Regions from separate parts of the Sus scrofa genome. Here regions 1, 3 and 4 are each linked to region 2. Evidence: chromatin contacts called from public Hi-C and HiChIP or PLAC-seq data. All regions are on one chromosome and are shown on one strand. The core of a region is the stretch at or near the end of the contact, and the rest is flanking DNA. Distances in the headings are between cores, read along the strand shown. Region 1 holds the start of RAB30 (ras-related protein Rab-30). Region 2 holds the start of DDIAS (DNA damage-induced apoptosis suppressor protein). Region 3 overlaps PCF11 (pre-mRNA cleavage complex 2 protein Pcf11). Region 4 holds the start of PCF11 (pre-mRNA cleavage complex 2 protein Pcf11).

Region 1 (3,796 bases), core at 550-3,049, 140 kb after region 2:
AGAAGGGTGCTCAGAAAAGCACAGAGTAAGCAACAGAGAGATGCAGAGAGGAAAAGCCAGACAGTCCATCTTTTCCCAAATCCCAAAGCTGCTCATTGCCTCCCAATAAATCACTCTACCACAAAGCCCATACAATGGACTGTCCTTTGCATTCAGTAACAAGCAGCATTTAACGAAGCATCGCCCAGCTGCAACTTTAGAGACTTAAAGGTCTGAATTAAAAATGAACAAATTGGTTCAGCAGCAGAAGACAACTAGTGATGACTTCCCCCCAATGCCTGACTTGGTTATGAAAAGGTTTGGCATTTTGGAGTTAAGCATAAAACAGTCTGGCATTTCTCCTTTTGACATTCCAAGAGGGGGTGTGGTTGACCCCAGGTCCATTCATTTCCAAGGTTGTAGATCTCTCAGCTAAGACTAGCCCCATCTGTTCTGGAGTCAACCAGCTGTGTACTTCAAAATAACGTATTTATTGCACTAATCATCCTAATAACTCTTACAAGAAGAGAGCCAATATCATACAAATCAGGATGCTCTCTGTTCTGTTAAACGTGTCAGTTTGTTTAAAAACCAAAACCCACACGCCAAAAAAAAAAAAAAAAAACCAAAAAACTCTACTATGCTCCTCAGTTTCCCTCAGCAGGATCACTCACTCCTCCTGTGTACCTTTCAGCAATGGCAAATGAAGGTTAACAGCGCTTCTAACTTTTCCTTTCCCTGATGCGTTAAAATGAACCCGAGTGTCCCTAATGATCCCTTCTCCGAACCGTTATTTGTGACTGGTGATTGTGCCTCAGGAAACAGCAGCTCATTATGGTACCACTGTCAGTGGCAAGGAGCCTATTGCAATGTAATTTAAAACACTCACACAAGCACAAATCTGTCGGCTCCACTTCCAAACAATCCTGAAATCCTGCAGTCGGGAGAAGAAAAACACTTAAAAAAAAAAATGTTGCTTCTAGCAGCCTAAGAGAACCTTCCCCAGACACGTGAAACGTTTGTGACTGGCATAGTGCACCATTAAAGGACACTGTCACCTCAAATCAGCAGAAAAGGCGAGACAAACGACATGGACACACGCACAAAATAACGCCCCACAAAACTTAACCTACTCAGAAGCCCGCTCGTCTTAAAAATGAATAGTGTGTGCTCGCCCAAGTGGCACAGAAATGTTCCAAAGTAGTGCGACCACATTAAATCACTGTCTCCATTTCTCCCCACGCATCACCCCTTCCCACTCAAATCTCAGCACTCGGGCCGTATGTGACAGGACTGCAGTCTCCCACCTCTGCCTTCCCCTGATTTTCCAAGAGCACTTCCCAACATCCACCCCAGCCCAGCCCCCTCTCCCAGCCTCCGAAAAGGTTGAGGGGAGTTGCGACTAGGGAACTGGCAGGCATCGGTCCTCTGGTGGGGGAAGGTTGCTGGAGTTGTTCTTTGCAGTGACCCAAATTGTACAGAGCTTTTCGCTTAGCAGCGCTTTGCGAGCACCTCCCCAATCCTCCCGCCCCCATCTTCCCAAAAGAAAGCCTTGAGAACTAAGCGGGAGGAATAACTTGGTAGAACCTATTGAATAAATCACTTCAACTCACCTGGTTTGGGATTTTTCTCCCCACCCCAGGCATAAACAGAAAGGATGTGCGAATGAGTCACGCACGCAAGGGAAGGTGTTGCGGAGTCCTAAGTCCAAGGGCTGGAGTCAGCCCCTGCCCTGGTGCTTGCTGCTACTCTTAGCTCAGCTGGAGCGAGCGGCAATAGCAAGCCTAGCAGCAGCAGGGGGGAGGATAGACCGTAGCACAATGAATGCAGTGGGGTTTTTGCAATGACATCATCCCTCTGTCCAAAAGGCCCCAATAGCCATGCTCAGAAGCGGAGGGTTCTGGGAATTGTAGTCTCCTCACGGACTGGCGGGACACAGAGGCTATCGCCGGAACTACAAAGCCCAAAATGCGCCAAGGTCAGACGCGCCCAGAGCGGGCCAAGGGAGTAAAGGGGACTCGGCCGCCATGTTAGGAGCGCGGGGAAGGTTCCGCCGCGCCGGCTGAGGTTTTAGGGAACGCGGGAGCCGAGAGGTGGTGCAGAGGGGACGGTGAGGAGGAGGACAAGCGGGCCGAAGAGCCTGGGGTTCCGAACCTGGGTACCGGGGTGGGAGGGGCTGGAAGCGGTACCTGGGGACTGAGTCGGACGAGCCCGGCTAGTGGCGGCATCAGAGGCCGAGTGGGCCTCGGCCTCAGGGTCCTGCAGGTATTGGTCCCTGTCACTTGCACCGTTTATAATTAAGGGATTGAGGGAGTTTGTCTCCTGGTCTCAGAGCACCGTAAACAGGATAGTCGGGGCGGTTGTGTTTTTTGGTAGATGCGGGGACCCGGCGTGGCCACTCTCACCTTTGGTCGGAGAAGATTCCACCTACAGAATTGGGCTGCCCTTCCCAAATTTATTTTTTATCTTGTCATTCATTCTCCAGCCAGCCTTAATCCTTCCCAAGGTGTTGCACCTTCACTGGTTTTTCATACAGAGATGATTTGGAAAAGGTTCCAAAGAAATCGATGTTGGAAGATAGCTGAGCTGGAAAAAGGACGATGCTTTGGGCCTGCAGTAAAGAAGTGACAGGGACTGAATCCTACGGAAGTAAATAAACTTGGTTTAAAACATCTTCATACGTGCCCGCGAAGGCAGGGAGATGTTGTAAGGGAATACCTGTTTAAGGCTGGCGTTTGGTTCCGGAGTGTAGCGGCATTTGAAGAAACTTAGGGTGTATGCTTAAAAATACTGCGAAGACTGGATCTTCGGTAGCATGGATCGCTATTTTAAAAATACATTTAGTGTTTAATTTGTAGAACTCCATATATACGACTACTTTAGGAACTGATTTTCTTTTAAACTAAGTAACTGAGATCAAGTAATTTTGCCCAGTGTCTCAAATGAACTGTGATTTTTTTTCCAGTTACTAAAACAATGCTGTGTGTTTTTTTTTCAGAGTCTATCTACACTATGAAAAGATGGGAAATTTCTTCCTGAAAGTGTCTGAAGGGCTAAAAATGCTGATATATTTGTGCTGTTAAACGTTTCATTTTGCATGTTATTGTGAAAACAAAAGTAACGAATTACTGGGTCGGTAGAGCTATGCACTTCACCTGTTAGGAGTTAAAATTATTGCTGATAAATGGATTATATCAAAGAAAGGCTAGGCAGAGTGATTACAAAAGACAAAAACATGGTAGAAACATCACCCAGATGTATGCAGATGACAATTACAAAAAGAGTTTTATGAAGAATGATCTTATATATGTCATGCTGCAGATAAATCAGATGAGTAGGTTTGTTTCTTTTCTTTTCTTTTTTTTTTTTTTTTTTTTTTGCTTTTTAGGGCCACACCCACAGCACATGTCAGTTCTCAGGCTAGGGGTTTAGAGCTGTAGCTGCTGGCCTACATCACCTCTGGGACATAAACTGCAGTTCACGGCAACACCCGATAACTGACTTACTGAGCAAGGCCAGGGATTGAACCCGCATCCTCATGGTTACTAGTCGGATTTGTTTCTGCTGTGCCACGACAGGAACTCCAGGTCTGTTTTTTGTTTGTTTTTTGCTTTTTAGGGCCATACCCGTGGCATATGGAGGTTCCCAGGCTAGGGGTCGAATCAGAGCTACACCTGCCAGCCTACACCACAGCCATTCCAGATCCCAGCCAAGTCTGCAACATACACCATAGCTCAAGGCAACGCTGGATCCTTAACCCACTTAGCGAGAAGTCCAGGGATCAAACCCGCAACCTCATGGTTCCTAGTCGGATTTG
Region 2 (3,663 bases), core at 139-2,638:
GCAGACCGGTGAATCCCTTTCCTAACTGTATCGCACCCACTCCACTCCCCCAAGTCCACCTTCTAGCCCAGTCACCCTACACTCTGGCCTTTATCATCACTGCTAAACCCTGCCCTGTCCGCCTCACTTCCACTGTCACACCCCTGTCCTCCACAAATCGCCATCTGCCTCTACAAGGTTTAAGACACTAGTCACTTCAACTACTGGCCTTCAACACACCCTGAGAGGAGTTGAGGGTGAAGATCAGGAATGGGGCACTCTGTGCTCTGGGAAAAACGGGAGGAACAGGCATTGATAGTGAGCTATTTTCAGGAGGTTTTATGCGCCCCAATTTTTGCATCTTCTCATATCTAGCGCTAAAATCATTAACGGAGACATCTGCTCCTCCTGACTAGCAGCAAGCCTCTGATGAAATGTGTGTTTGATTGCACATACCCTCTTCGTTAAACCTATGTATAATACTGACCTTTCCCCCACGTCTTTGAAGCAGTTCCTCAGAGCTGAGAAGCTGTTACCGGCACTAGAATCCTCGTTTTACCCCAAATAAAAGTTAACAGTTAAGTCACAATTTTCACGTTGTGGGGTTTTTTTCCCCAGTCAACAGTACCGTGGTAATTTATTGATTCACTACAGAATCACTATAGCACTAGGCTTAGTGGCACACACATCATCTCTCAACCATCCCACCATCTCGTGCGTGGTGTATGATGGTTACTCCCATCTATAGCCGAGGAAACAGGCTCAGAAAGGTGCTGGGGGTTGCATTGGGTCACTCAGAGGGAAGTGTGGAGCAGGGCTTCAAAGACTGCTAAGTCTGGTTCCTTTGCACGCTCTCTCGATGAAGCCACCCTAACCACCTCCTATTGCACTGTCGCTGGGGCACCTCAGACCTCGGTGTAGCCCACACCGTCGGTCCTTCAACCGAGGCTGCCCTGTAATTCCACTAGGTTCGGGTCCAGGTTACGCCCCCTTTCTTCTCCCAGCAGCCCGCAGCCCGCTTCAGGCCCCGCCTTCGCCCACGCCACCCCATCCACAGCAGGCAGAGCCCCTTCCGTGCTCGCGGCTCCCGCACCATCCAGCGGCTCCCCCACCATCCAGCTTCGCTCCTCCTTCCAGTCAGTCCGCAGAACCCCGGTCCGAGGGGCGCTCCCGCCCCCTCCCACTCCTTTCCGGGGTCCTTACGCCCAACTGGCTCAACACCGCCCCGAAACCAACTTTACAGACTGCACTACTAGTTTTTTCTCCACTAGTCGAGAAAAAACACTTGCCAACACCGTCTCAACCCCCGGTTTGACGAAAATGGCTGTTCCCAAATGCTCACTGGTTGCTGTGCTAAGTCACCACCCTCGGCGGCACCTTCTTCTGATTGGCTCTGAGAAAGGACGGCCAGAGCGTCACTTCCGGCGGAAGGGGGCGCGGGAGATTCGATTGGAGGGCGCTTGGTTTGCTGCTGAGTCCTGAGGGCCTTGTCACTAACTGAGCTTCGCCGGGGCAGGTTCCCGGCGCTCTGCCCAGGTGAGTTGCTGCGGGAGGAGGTCCTGGTGGGGGCAAGCGCCGGAGACTCCTTAACGAAACCCTTAACGTCGTTATAAGTGAGACTCAGGGCATTCTATGTTGTTTTTTTTCAGGAGCCTTCTTTAAAAGGGCGGCAATGAGGGTAGAAGAGTAAGAAGGTCATTTTTAATTTTAGACAATGCTGTTGCAGTCGCTCAGTGAGCGTTAATCGAACATTTAGTATGCCATCGAGCTGGACGCCTGTGAGCGTCTGGAACCGGAAATACGGAGAGGAAAAGGCATCACTCTAGCTTTTGAGATGCTCAGAGATACATATGCAACCGGCTGCTATGCCGAGTAATACCTGTTGAAAAGGGGTCCTTTCCAGAAGTGCTTTGGTGACCCAGAGGGGAAAGTGCTTAACTGAGTAGTGTGTTTAGACCAGAAACTCGAAAGCTATCTAGATGCCCTTCTTCTCTCTCACAACCAGCCAGTCATACCAACCTCTTGAATATCTCAAATCCATACGCTTTTCGCCACTTTTACTGTACTTACCTTGGTTCAGCACAACTGCCGCGTAACTGTGACAGTAGCCTCGTAGCTGGTTCTCCTTCCAAACCAGTCTGCCCATTTCCAGGCTGATAAATGCAAATCTAATCAGGGTCTCCCCATTAACCTTTCCTTTGATTTCTTTTATTTGCCCTCAGGTTTAAGTCTAAATTCCTTACCGTGGTCAATAGGGCCCTTTTTGTCTTTTTGAGTTCCTCAAATGCGTCATCCTCCCTTACCTCCAGACCTCTTCTAAATCCCATCCCCAACCCAGCTAATTCTACTCATTCCTTAGGTCGCATTTTATAAAGCCTTCTAAGTCAGGAAGTCTTCCCTGAGCCTGAAAGATTGGGTCACAATGCACCAAGTACTTAGTTACTCGTGCTACAGGTCGTTTTTAAGTGCCTCCCTCCTCTGTGCCCAGAACTGCTAGGTACTAGGATTACACTGGTGAGCAAGATATGAGATTCCTATTCTAATGGAACTTAAACCTTTTATGGGTGGACTTAAGAATAAAGTGGAATCTATTTGAGTTAGGTTGGTCTGGGAAGGCCTTTCTGAGGAGTTGGCACTTAAATTGAGGCCAAAAAGTTGAGAATGATCCAGCCATGCCACAGAGGAAAGGAAGAATCTTCCAGAGTGAATAGGTTGTACAAAGGCCTTAGGGCAGGAAAGAGCTTGGCATCTTAGTGTTCAAGAATCTAAGAAAAGACCACTGTTGCTGGAACATATTCAGAAAGGACAGTTGTATGAGATGAGCCTGGAGAAATGGTCAGGGACCAGGAGTTCCCGTCGTGGCGCAGTGGTTAACGAATCCGACCAGGAACCATAAGGTTGCAGGTTCGGTCCCTGCCCTTGCTCAGTGGATTAACGACCCGGCGTTGCCATGAGCTGTGGTGTAGGTTGCAGACGCGGCTCGGATCCTGCGTTGCTGTGGCTCTGGCTTAGGCTGGCGGCTGCATCTCCGATTTGACCCGTAGCCTGGGAACCTCCATATGCCGCGGGAGCGGCCCGAGAAATAGCCAAAAAAAAAGAAAAAAAAAAAAAAAAAGAAATGGTCAGGGACCAGATCACACAGTACGATGTTAATACAGCAGCATAAGCAGGAGATGGTGGTGGTTTGGATTAAAGTGGTGGCAGAATATGGGGGGTGGGGTGGAATGTGAGTGGTGGTTTTTAGATATGGAAGTAGACTCAAGGGTATCTAAAAAACATGGATAAACATGATATGGGACTTGACAAAAAGAGAGGAATGAAGGATGACATTGCTTCTAGGTATCTGGCTTTCATTACTGGTTGGAGAGTACAGCCATTTACTGAGATGGAGAAGACTGCAAGTAAAGAGATTTGAGAGGAAACTAAGAATTCAGATTTTTTGCCTTGTAAGCCTTGAAATGTCTGTGAAACACCCAAATACAGTTGGTTCTTGAATTGGCAGTTGAGATATGTAGGTATAGAACTTGGACGTACTGTGTACCTTTGTGTTGCTTCATTGGTAGTTACACATTGTCTATCTTAGCCTTATCCCTTGAATTTAAGAGCCTGTTTTTTTCTGTTACCCTGTCCCCTTCCCCATCCCTAGAACAGTATCATAATGATATTATAGAACCTATCATAAAT
Region 3 (4,189 bases), core at 868-3,367, 240 kb after region 2:
TCCATGATAAGCATATGTGGGGTGAGGCATAACAATAATGTTATGAATATAATAAAAATAGTAGACACAGGGGCTTTATAAATAAATTTTAGTATTTTGTGAAAAGTGGAAAGTATGTAAATTAAAATTACTGCAAAATCAATGTATTGAGAACTAACTCAATCAAATGGTAATGGTACTTGCTTTATTTTTGAATCATTAAATTGGCCATCTTTAGAAACATGGCTGTAGTGTGGCTCTATTTAGTTTACATATGTAGAGAGTTTTCCAAAAGTTCTGAAGTAACTAGGGAAGTTCTAGCTAAGATCTAGTTTATGCATTAGGTTTTCAACTGTATCATCTCAAGAAATTCACTCAATTAATTTGAAAACAGTGTTTTTAATTCCTAGATTGACAATTAGGATTAATATTTTTCATATTTTTTGTTTTCACTGTAATGGAAAGGGAAGGAAAGAATTTGGGGTCAGAAGATCAGGGTCAAAATTTCCATTCTGCTACCTTATAGGCGGGTGGGGTATAAACAAGCAAATAGAGTCTCTGGGGTTCGGGTTGTTTTTTCCTCTGTAGATAGTATATGATAAAAGTCAATGTTTCCCTGAGAATTTTTTCTTTTTTTTTTTTTTCTCTTGGACACTCAAATCAGACAGTGTGTGCAAGAGTACTTTGTTAACTTGTAAAGTGCTACAGTAGTGTTTTCCTGTAGAACTCACTTTTTCTGAATTTTTCTTTTAGGACTCTTTTTCTTATTGAGTAGAGGATTTGTTGTATCAGAGTTGATAGCATGAGATAATGTAGCAACTGCAGATTTTGCCCTTTTCTGTATGAGTTAATATACAAAACCACCTGCAGATTTTTGCCCTTTTTTGTATGAGTTAATATACAAAACCTGCAAATTGTTCTTTTGCTTTTATGGCCTTGGGTGTTTATGTAGACAGGGCATAGCAATGCCACAGAGGAAGTCATATTTCCTGGGTTGGAGGTATCGAAATGAGATGTTAGCTTTGCCTTCCTTCTTCAAGTTTTACTTAAAGAGATATGAGAAGTTTTCAGTGTTCTGTATTCAGCTTCTCTCGAGGCTTTTCCTCAAAATTGAAAGTGAAAACCTCCTTTTCCTAGTGGTAAATATACTAATGTTCATTATTCATCCAAACAAATACTGATCATTTTGCTATATGCTAGGCATTGTGGTAGAATGACTCTAGTAAAGGTTTATCTTTCTAAGAACTTGATAGTATAGCAGGATCTATGGACTGTTTCATTTTTCCTAAACAGCTATTCATTTCTATCTATTGATAAGCTAGTCACCATCATTGGGTACCAAGTATGATATTCCAAGTATGGTATTCTGAGACTTACCTCTTATTCCTATTTCTAAATGCATAAAAAATCAAATCAAACTGAGTATGTTATGTCTAAGTTTTTTTTTTTAATTTTTTCTGTTTTTTAAAAATCATATGTTACAGGTATGTAATATAGTGATTCATAATTTTCAAAGGTTTTACTCCATTTATAGTTATTATAAAATATATTGACTATATTTCCTATGTACAGTATATCCTTGTAGCTTATTTTATACCTAATAGTTTACCTCTTAATTCCCTACCTTTTATTTATATTTGGGGTCAGAAGATCCATGTCTCCACTGGTAACCACTAGTTTGCTCTCTTTTTGTCTGCTTTTTTTTTGTTATATTTACTAGTTTTTTGTATTTTTTAGATTCCACATATAAATGATATTATACAGTAATTGTTTTTGTCTGACTTATTTCACTTGGGCTGTTTTTTTAAAAAGAAAAACAAATATTATATATACTACTGAATACCATGTGCCTTACAAATATTGATTCAGTTAATTCTTATAACAACCTTAGGTAGGAAAGATATTTATTACCCTTTTACAGGTAAAGAAAACTGAGGCAACATGATCATGTCACACAACTAGAAAATGAAATTTCTAATAGTATCCCAGGAGTTTGGTTCTATAGTTAATGCTCTTGATCATTAAACTTGGGTGCCCGAAGACATGCTATTAGCTAGTTATGAGTCTTGGACATATAAATAGCTAATTCTGATGAAACATAAATGTTGAACTAGTGTGTGAAATGGCTGTTGTAATTGTCTGTTGAGGTTGATTTGTTCATGTAATCAGACATTTCATTTCAACAGCCTACTGTGTACAAGGCACTGTGGTGAGTGTAAACAATGCAGTGTTTAGGGGCAGGGATTATTGTTTTCAGGTTGCAAGTTGAATTTCTGCTATTAAGAGGAATTTTTAGTGGTTCAGAACTTTTTATAGAGGTGTGGTAAGATGCATAGTAGTGATATGCATATATATTAATATTCTTTTTATAGTTGACTTAAAGAATTGTAATTATTAGATTAGTGCTTAGCAAAATATGGAATTGGATTGATTCCTCACAAGTGACCTTAAGGGGAAGATTGTTATCTATCCTCGTCTCATTTATTCAAATTATTGAAGCTGTAGTAAGCCTGACATCTGTTGAGCAATAGCTTGATCTGCTTTGCAAAGGCAGTAATTCAGCAAAAGGTCAGAGGGGCAGGTATAATCCTTGCCACTTGGTTCATCTCTCTGCATTAGTTCCCCTGGGTAATCATGGGGGCTGGGTAGGAATATTTCCACTTAGACTTCGCTATTTCTTTTTCCTAGAAGTCTGTGCTAGGAGATCTACTTAATCTGTACAAAACTTCCTTTCCCAATATGGTTAGATGAAGAATAGAGAATTAGAAGGGTGAAAAGCTGAACCTAGAGGTGGTGCTGCATTGCATAGAAGGGAGCATGGAACTCTCTGCCCTCTGTTTTCTGCTTTGCTTTGGCATGGAATTAATTGGGCAACAGTTAATTGCTTTTTTAAGATCACACATATGTCCTTATAAAGTATTAGTGTTTTTTAAGAGGTGATGATTTGCTGACCTAAATGCAAAGTTCATTTTTAGGAGCTTTTGATAATGACACTCATCTTAAGATTTTTGTCAAATTTGATGTTGATAGGACATCTTGAAGAAAATTTTAAAAATGCTTAGTATAATTTGCACTTTTAAGTTCATTCATTTTAAGTGTTTTTTTTTTTTTTAAGGAGCCCTTCCCAAGGCATATCCTGATAATCATCTTAGTCAGGTGGATGTAAATGAATTGTTTTCAAAACTGCTGAAAACAGGAATTCTTAAATTGTCCCAGCCTGATTCAGCTACAACACGTAAGTATGATTCTATTATTTGTCTACACAGAGCTTTTTCATTTTTATAAAGATAATATGATAAACTATAATGATGTATTCTATGATAAAAATTTTTACAATAATTGAATTCTTAGGTATACTTCGTTTTTTTGAAAATCAAATATAACTGGTTTATAATGAAATTTTAAAATATTTTCAAACATGGAACTTGTACCTTTATAGTGGACATTGTTTCAGTTAACATTCCTGTAAATATCAGTGCAAAGTTTTTTCTAATTATTCTATGTTAGTTTAGCTTATAAAAAATGAGAATATTGATGAAATAAAATTTCTTGAAGATTGACTTTTAAGAGATCAGATCTAATATCACTAGTCAAAATATAAAGACTTGCATTAGGTTCCTTGGCTAGTAATCAGAAGCACTGAATAGGCAACATGGGATTCTCCATATGCTTTTAACACTATAGTGTTCTCTATAAAGAGTATATGGAAACTGGTATTGAGGAATTTGTTATGTTTCATTTCAATTGAAGAAGTAAACGAAGTTGCTGCTCAGCCCGCTGCTGAGGAGGAGGAAGATCAAAATGAAGATCAGGACGTCCCAGATCTTACCAATTTTACAATTGAAGAATTGAAACAGTATGTAATATAATTTTTTAACTTTCTAAGGTACTTTCTAGGTAAAAAGGACAGTGACTTTAATAACAGTGTACGTTATCATTAGTGCTATTTGTTTTAACCCCCCTTCACTGTTTTTAAAATTAAGGATGCCTGGGAGTTCCCGTCGTGGCGCAGTGGTTAACAAATCCAACTAGGAACCATGAGGTTGCGGGTTCGATCCCTACCCTTGCTCAGTGGGTTAGGGATCTGGTGTTGCCGTGAACTGTAGTGTAGGTTGCAGATGCGGCTCGGATCCCTTGTTGATGTGGCTCTGGCGTAGGCCGGTGGCTACAGCTCCGATTAGACCTCTAGCCTGGGAAACTCCATATGCCG
Region 4 (3,672 bases), core at 951-3,450, 220 kb after region 2:
GGAGTTCCCACCATGGCTCAGCTGAAACCAATCTGACTAGTATCCATGAAGACGCAGGTTCCATCCCTGGCCTTGCTCAGTGGGTTAAGGATGCCAGTTGTGGTTAGCTGTGGTGTAGGTCCCAAAGGCAGCTGGGATCCCGCATTGATGTGGCTGTGGCACAGGCCAGTGGCTACAGCTCCAATTCGACCCCTAGCCAGGGAACCCCATATGCTGCCTGTGCGGCCCTAAAAAGACAAAAATAAATAAAAATAAAAGTAAATAAAATTACAAGGAAACAAAAACAAAACAAAACAAAACAAAACAAAACAAAAAAAGGAGTTCCCGTTCGTGGCGCAGTGGTTAACGAATCCGACTAGGAACCATGAGGTTGCGGGTTCGGTCCCTGCCCTTCCTTGCTCAGTGGGTTAAGGATCTGGCGTTGCCGTGAGCTGTGGTGTAGGCCGCAGACGCGGCTCGGATCCCAGGTTGCTGTGGCTCTGGCGTAGGTCGGTGGCTACAGCTCCGATTCAACCCCTAGCCTGGGAACCTCCATATGCCGCGGGAGCGGCCCAAGAAATAGCAACAACAACAACAACAGACAAAAAAAGACAAAAAAAATAAATAAATAAAAAAGTAAAATTACAAGGAAAACTACCACAAGGACTATTTTACAGCGGGCATTTCCTTTCAGAAAACATGAACTTGGACAGTTGCTTAATTTAAAATGTGTCTATAATATCTACGTATCATCACTAACAATGGCATGAAATTGAGATCCGTAAGTACCTATACAACAATATTTCTTAGCCTCAAATAACAAAAGACAAGTTCTTCTCCCCAGGCTTTACCTCTCATTCATATGTGGTATCACATTAAGAATAAATGAAAAATAAATGTGAACAAAATCTTGTACACTTTAAATATGTGCAGTTTATCGTATCTCAATTACTTTCAATAAAGCTCCTAAAAACCCAGAAACAAAACAAAAATAAGTGAAAATGTTACTTTTTATGGGAAAATAAAGGAATTACTTCATTTATTTCCTAAGAGCGATTTCTTCTGAGGAACAAAAAAGTATCTCTACTGAGCCTAGTAGCCTAAGAAGGACAATGAAGCACATTTTACGTAATTAATATCTAATTTTTTTAGCCTAAATTTAGTTTACTATCTCAATGAGAAAAATACCTTTTTAGTTTAATGTTTTATGTTGCAGCTTCAAGGCAGAACTATTTGAAAGCTTTGTGTTTTGAGAGCATCATTTCCAAGCTCCAAAAAGGGATTTTAGAAACCTTGGAAAAGATCCCTACAAGTAAAATACGTAATTCTTCCTATTTGACCCAAATTGCATATTCTAAGGGTGTTTCGAGGTGCAGAAGATCGAGAGAGAAGAGTTATCACGCTCCGGGGTGGGTGTGGCTGTTGTGAGCAACCTTTCCTAGAGCTGAGTGGGCTTCCCAAAGATTTCCTGAAAACCCTTATGGAAAAGCCTTACACACACACACACACACACACACACACACGCACCCCTTCTAAATAAAGGCATTTTCCTAGGGGTTCAACTCTAGAAAGCTGGCGGAGGTGTTTTTGTTTGTGGAAGTGGCAAGCAGTGTATTAAAGCTGACTCTAGTGGTCCTTCTCAAGGTTCCGGTTGAAACCGGCGCCTCCCTCCAGGTCTCAATCCCAGGCCGGGTATGTGGGCCGCGGCAGCAGGACCCGCCCAGGCTCTCGGGAGCACCTGAGTCGAAGAGGGGGGGCGGGGCCGGCCAAAAGCCTCCTCCTCGCTCAACCCCCACCCCGCTCAGGGGCCGCCCGGCAGGCGGAAGGGAGGATGATTGACGGAGCAGCTCAGCTGCTAGGACGTTGCAGAGGGAGGGTCGAAGTGGAGCCGCTGAGCTTTCTTGTTAAACTGGTTGGGTTTTGCCTCGGGAACAGCCTCCCTCAGGACTATTGGCCTCCCTGAGTGGGTTGTTATGGTAACAAATGACCGAACAGTCCCTTATGAATCCGCCAATGAGAGGGGCAGTCTTTTCCACCCCACCTCTAAGCCGTAAGTGTTGCGAAAGTCCGGGTAGGATCCCGACAAGAAGGCGGTGCCAGAACGTTCAGCGGAAGGGCTGTGGGCGGGGCTTGTGACGTTTCAGGACTAGCCAATCACGCCCGGCTTTATCAACGGCCCCGCCCTTTTACCGCACATTTCCCCTCCCCTAGCTCATTTCGCACGACGCAGCGGTTGGGAACACAGACATTTTCGGAGCTGGAGCCGCCACTGCCGCCGCCATTTTGTGTCTGTGGAGAAAGAAGCGTCTGTGGCGGCTGGAAGTGGACGGAGACCACCCGTGAGACGGCGGCGTTTCATACCCGAGGTTCCCCCTGTGTCGTCCCCCAACCCCCCTCCGCGGTCAGCATGTGGTGAAGCCGGAGCCGCGAGAGACCAGGGGAGAGGAAGAGGAGTCGGAAGGGAGGCGGGGTATCGAGAGCGGCTTCAGCTTCAGCTGCGGCGGGCCTCGGAGGGGGGCCGCGGCGCAATGTCAGAGCAGACGCCGGCCGAGGCCGGTACTGCGGGGGCCCGGGAGGACGCCTGTCGGGATTATCAGTCATCACTCGAAGACCTGACCTTCAATAGCAAACCGCACATCAATATGCTGACCATTCTAGCCGAGGAGAACCTGCCCTTCGCCAAGGAGATCGTCTCTCTCATCGAGGCCCAAACCGCCAAGGTTTTTATACACCCCGCAGCCTCCTATTCTTCTAATACTCCCTGATTTTAGTGTCAGCCTCATCCCAGGTCTCGCTTCCGTCCAAAGGGGGACAGTGTTCCTCCTCTCCAACCCCCCCCCCCAACTCAGGTTCGGTCTTTGGCCCAGGCTTCGAGCGTGGGCCTCGCTTGAAGGGAGGGAGTGGGGAGGATAAAGGGTGGAGTTCCACTTCCGCTTACCAGCTCCCTATTTAGGCCACCGCACCGTCTGTCCCGAGGCACACGCTTTAAGTAGAGCCGTTTGGGGAGGGGGGAGGCTTAAAAGGCAGTTTGCGATGTGGGAAAGTAAGTGTTAAAACCTTTCTAACCCCCTGGGAAGGTGGGGAGTGGATCTTCCTCCGTGCCCCCCGCCCCCGTACCCTTTTGGGTAATTGTGTCTGTGGGTTGGAAGGAGGTGAAGGGGGACCTGGGAGCGAGCTGTTGGCGGGTGGGAATAGGGCACTGGCCCCGAGTGGAGCAGCCGCCTGTTAGGAGCCCAACATGGCGCCTGAAAAGCACATGATGCGAAAGGGAAGAGAGGAGAATCCATTCCCTGCCAGCCAGGCAGCTGCTCACACCCGTCAGCCCCGTTTTGGGGTGGGGGCGGCTAGGTATAACTAGTATTCTCCTGTCGGAGGGTCTCATTTGCCCCCAAATACGGGAAATTGGGGTTGAGGGTGGGGCGTGGGGGTGGGGGTGGGGAGGAGATCTTACCCAACCTGTAGGTGGAGAACCGGCCCACTGGGTAACAAGTACTTGTAGGTTTTTTTTTGAAAAGTTCAGTCCCTCCTCCTCTTCCTTTTCTCTTTTTTTCCTCCCTTCCCTGAGTGAAGACGTGCTTTGCCTCACCCCTTGACAGCAGTGGTCCTCTGCCACCCTATATTTCCCTGTAGTCCTCCTCTTCTGTGGATTCATGTGGGAGCGATATGTCATTTAAGTTACTGTTAAACTTAGTT

Evidence for each region. Hi-C and Micro-C count contacts between places; a contact is called where the count stands out from the background. HiChIP or PLAC-seq counts read pairs in DNA pulled down with a chosen protein or histone mark.
Region 1: a contact with region 2 is called in a Hi-C map of alveolar macrophages, with 2.4 times the contacts expected there. The contact joins the promoter of RAB30 here to the promoter of DDIAS in region 2. A contact is called at or near these places in 2 of 5 promoter capture datasets (fetal liver and liver), 13 of 47 Hi-C or Micro-C datasets (alveolar macrophages, embryonic fibroblasts, fetal heart ventricle and 8 more) and 2 of 2 datasets of contacts at active chromatin or transcription factors (alveolar macrophages and skeletal muscle).
Region 3: an H3K27ac HiChIP or PLAC-seq map of alveolar macrophages shows a contact between it and region 2. The contact joins the enhancer-like site here to the promoter of DDIAS in region 2. A contact is called at or near these places in 9 of 47 Hi-C or Micro-C datasets (adipocytes, brain, embryonic fibroblasts and 4 more) and 1 of 2 datasets of contacts at active chromatin or transcription factors (alveolar macrophages).
Region 4: a Hi-C map of liver shows a contact between it and region 2, with 2.4 times the contacts expected there. The contact joins the promoter of PCF11 here to the promoter of DDIAS in region 2. A contact is called at or near these places in 2 of 5 promoter capture datasets (fetal liver and fetal skeletal muscle), 7 of 47 Hi-C or Micro-C datasets (adipocytes, brain, embryonic fibroblasts and 3 more) and 2 of 2 datasets of contacts at active chromatin or transcription factors (alveolar macrophages and skeletal muscle).

What each region holds. Positions count from the first base shown.
Region 1 is chr9:17,220,942-17,224,737 of Sscrofa11.1, forward strand. RAB30 (ras-related protein Rab-30) reads right to left here and starts at 1,800. Exons shown (of 5, transcript XM_021062576.1): 1 at 1,593-1,800. It overlaps LOC110255408 (a long non-coding RNA gene), which reads left to right and starts at 1,973. Exons shown (of 2, transcript XR_002335559.1): 1 at 1,973-2,244; 2 at 2,978-3,796.
Region 2 is chr9:17,076,496-17,080,158 of Sscrofa11.1, forward strand. DDIAS (DNA damage-induced apoptosis suppressor protein) reads left to right here and starts at 1,389. Exons shown (of 5, transcript XM_003129716.6): 1 at 1,389-1,515. The region is part of intron 1 of PRCP (lysosomal Pro-X carboxypeptidase); the gene reads right to left.
Region 3 is chr9:17,314,429-17,318,617 of Sscrofa11.1, forward strand. It overlaps PCF11 (pre-mRNA cleavage complex 2 protein Pcf11), which reads left to right. Exons shown (of 16, transcript XM_021062577.1): 10 at 3,095-3,214; 11 at 3,733-3,835. Among named protein-coding and RNA genes, the nearest start is that of ANKRD42, 18 kb to the right of the region's middle. Within about 2 kb of position 2,118, at least 5 of the 83 cell types and tissues checked have an H3K27ac peak or open chromatin away from gene starts, as enhancers often do. A contact at or near this core is called in alveolar macrophages, where this site is marked.
Region 4 is chr9:17,295,669-17,299,340 of Sscrofa11.1, forward strand. It overlaps PCF11 (pre-mRNA cleavage complex 2 protein Pcf11), which reads left to right and starts at 2,201. Exons shown (of 16, transcript XM_021062577.1): 1 at 2,201-2,699. The coding sequence starts at 2,508.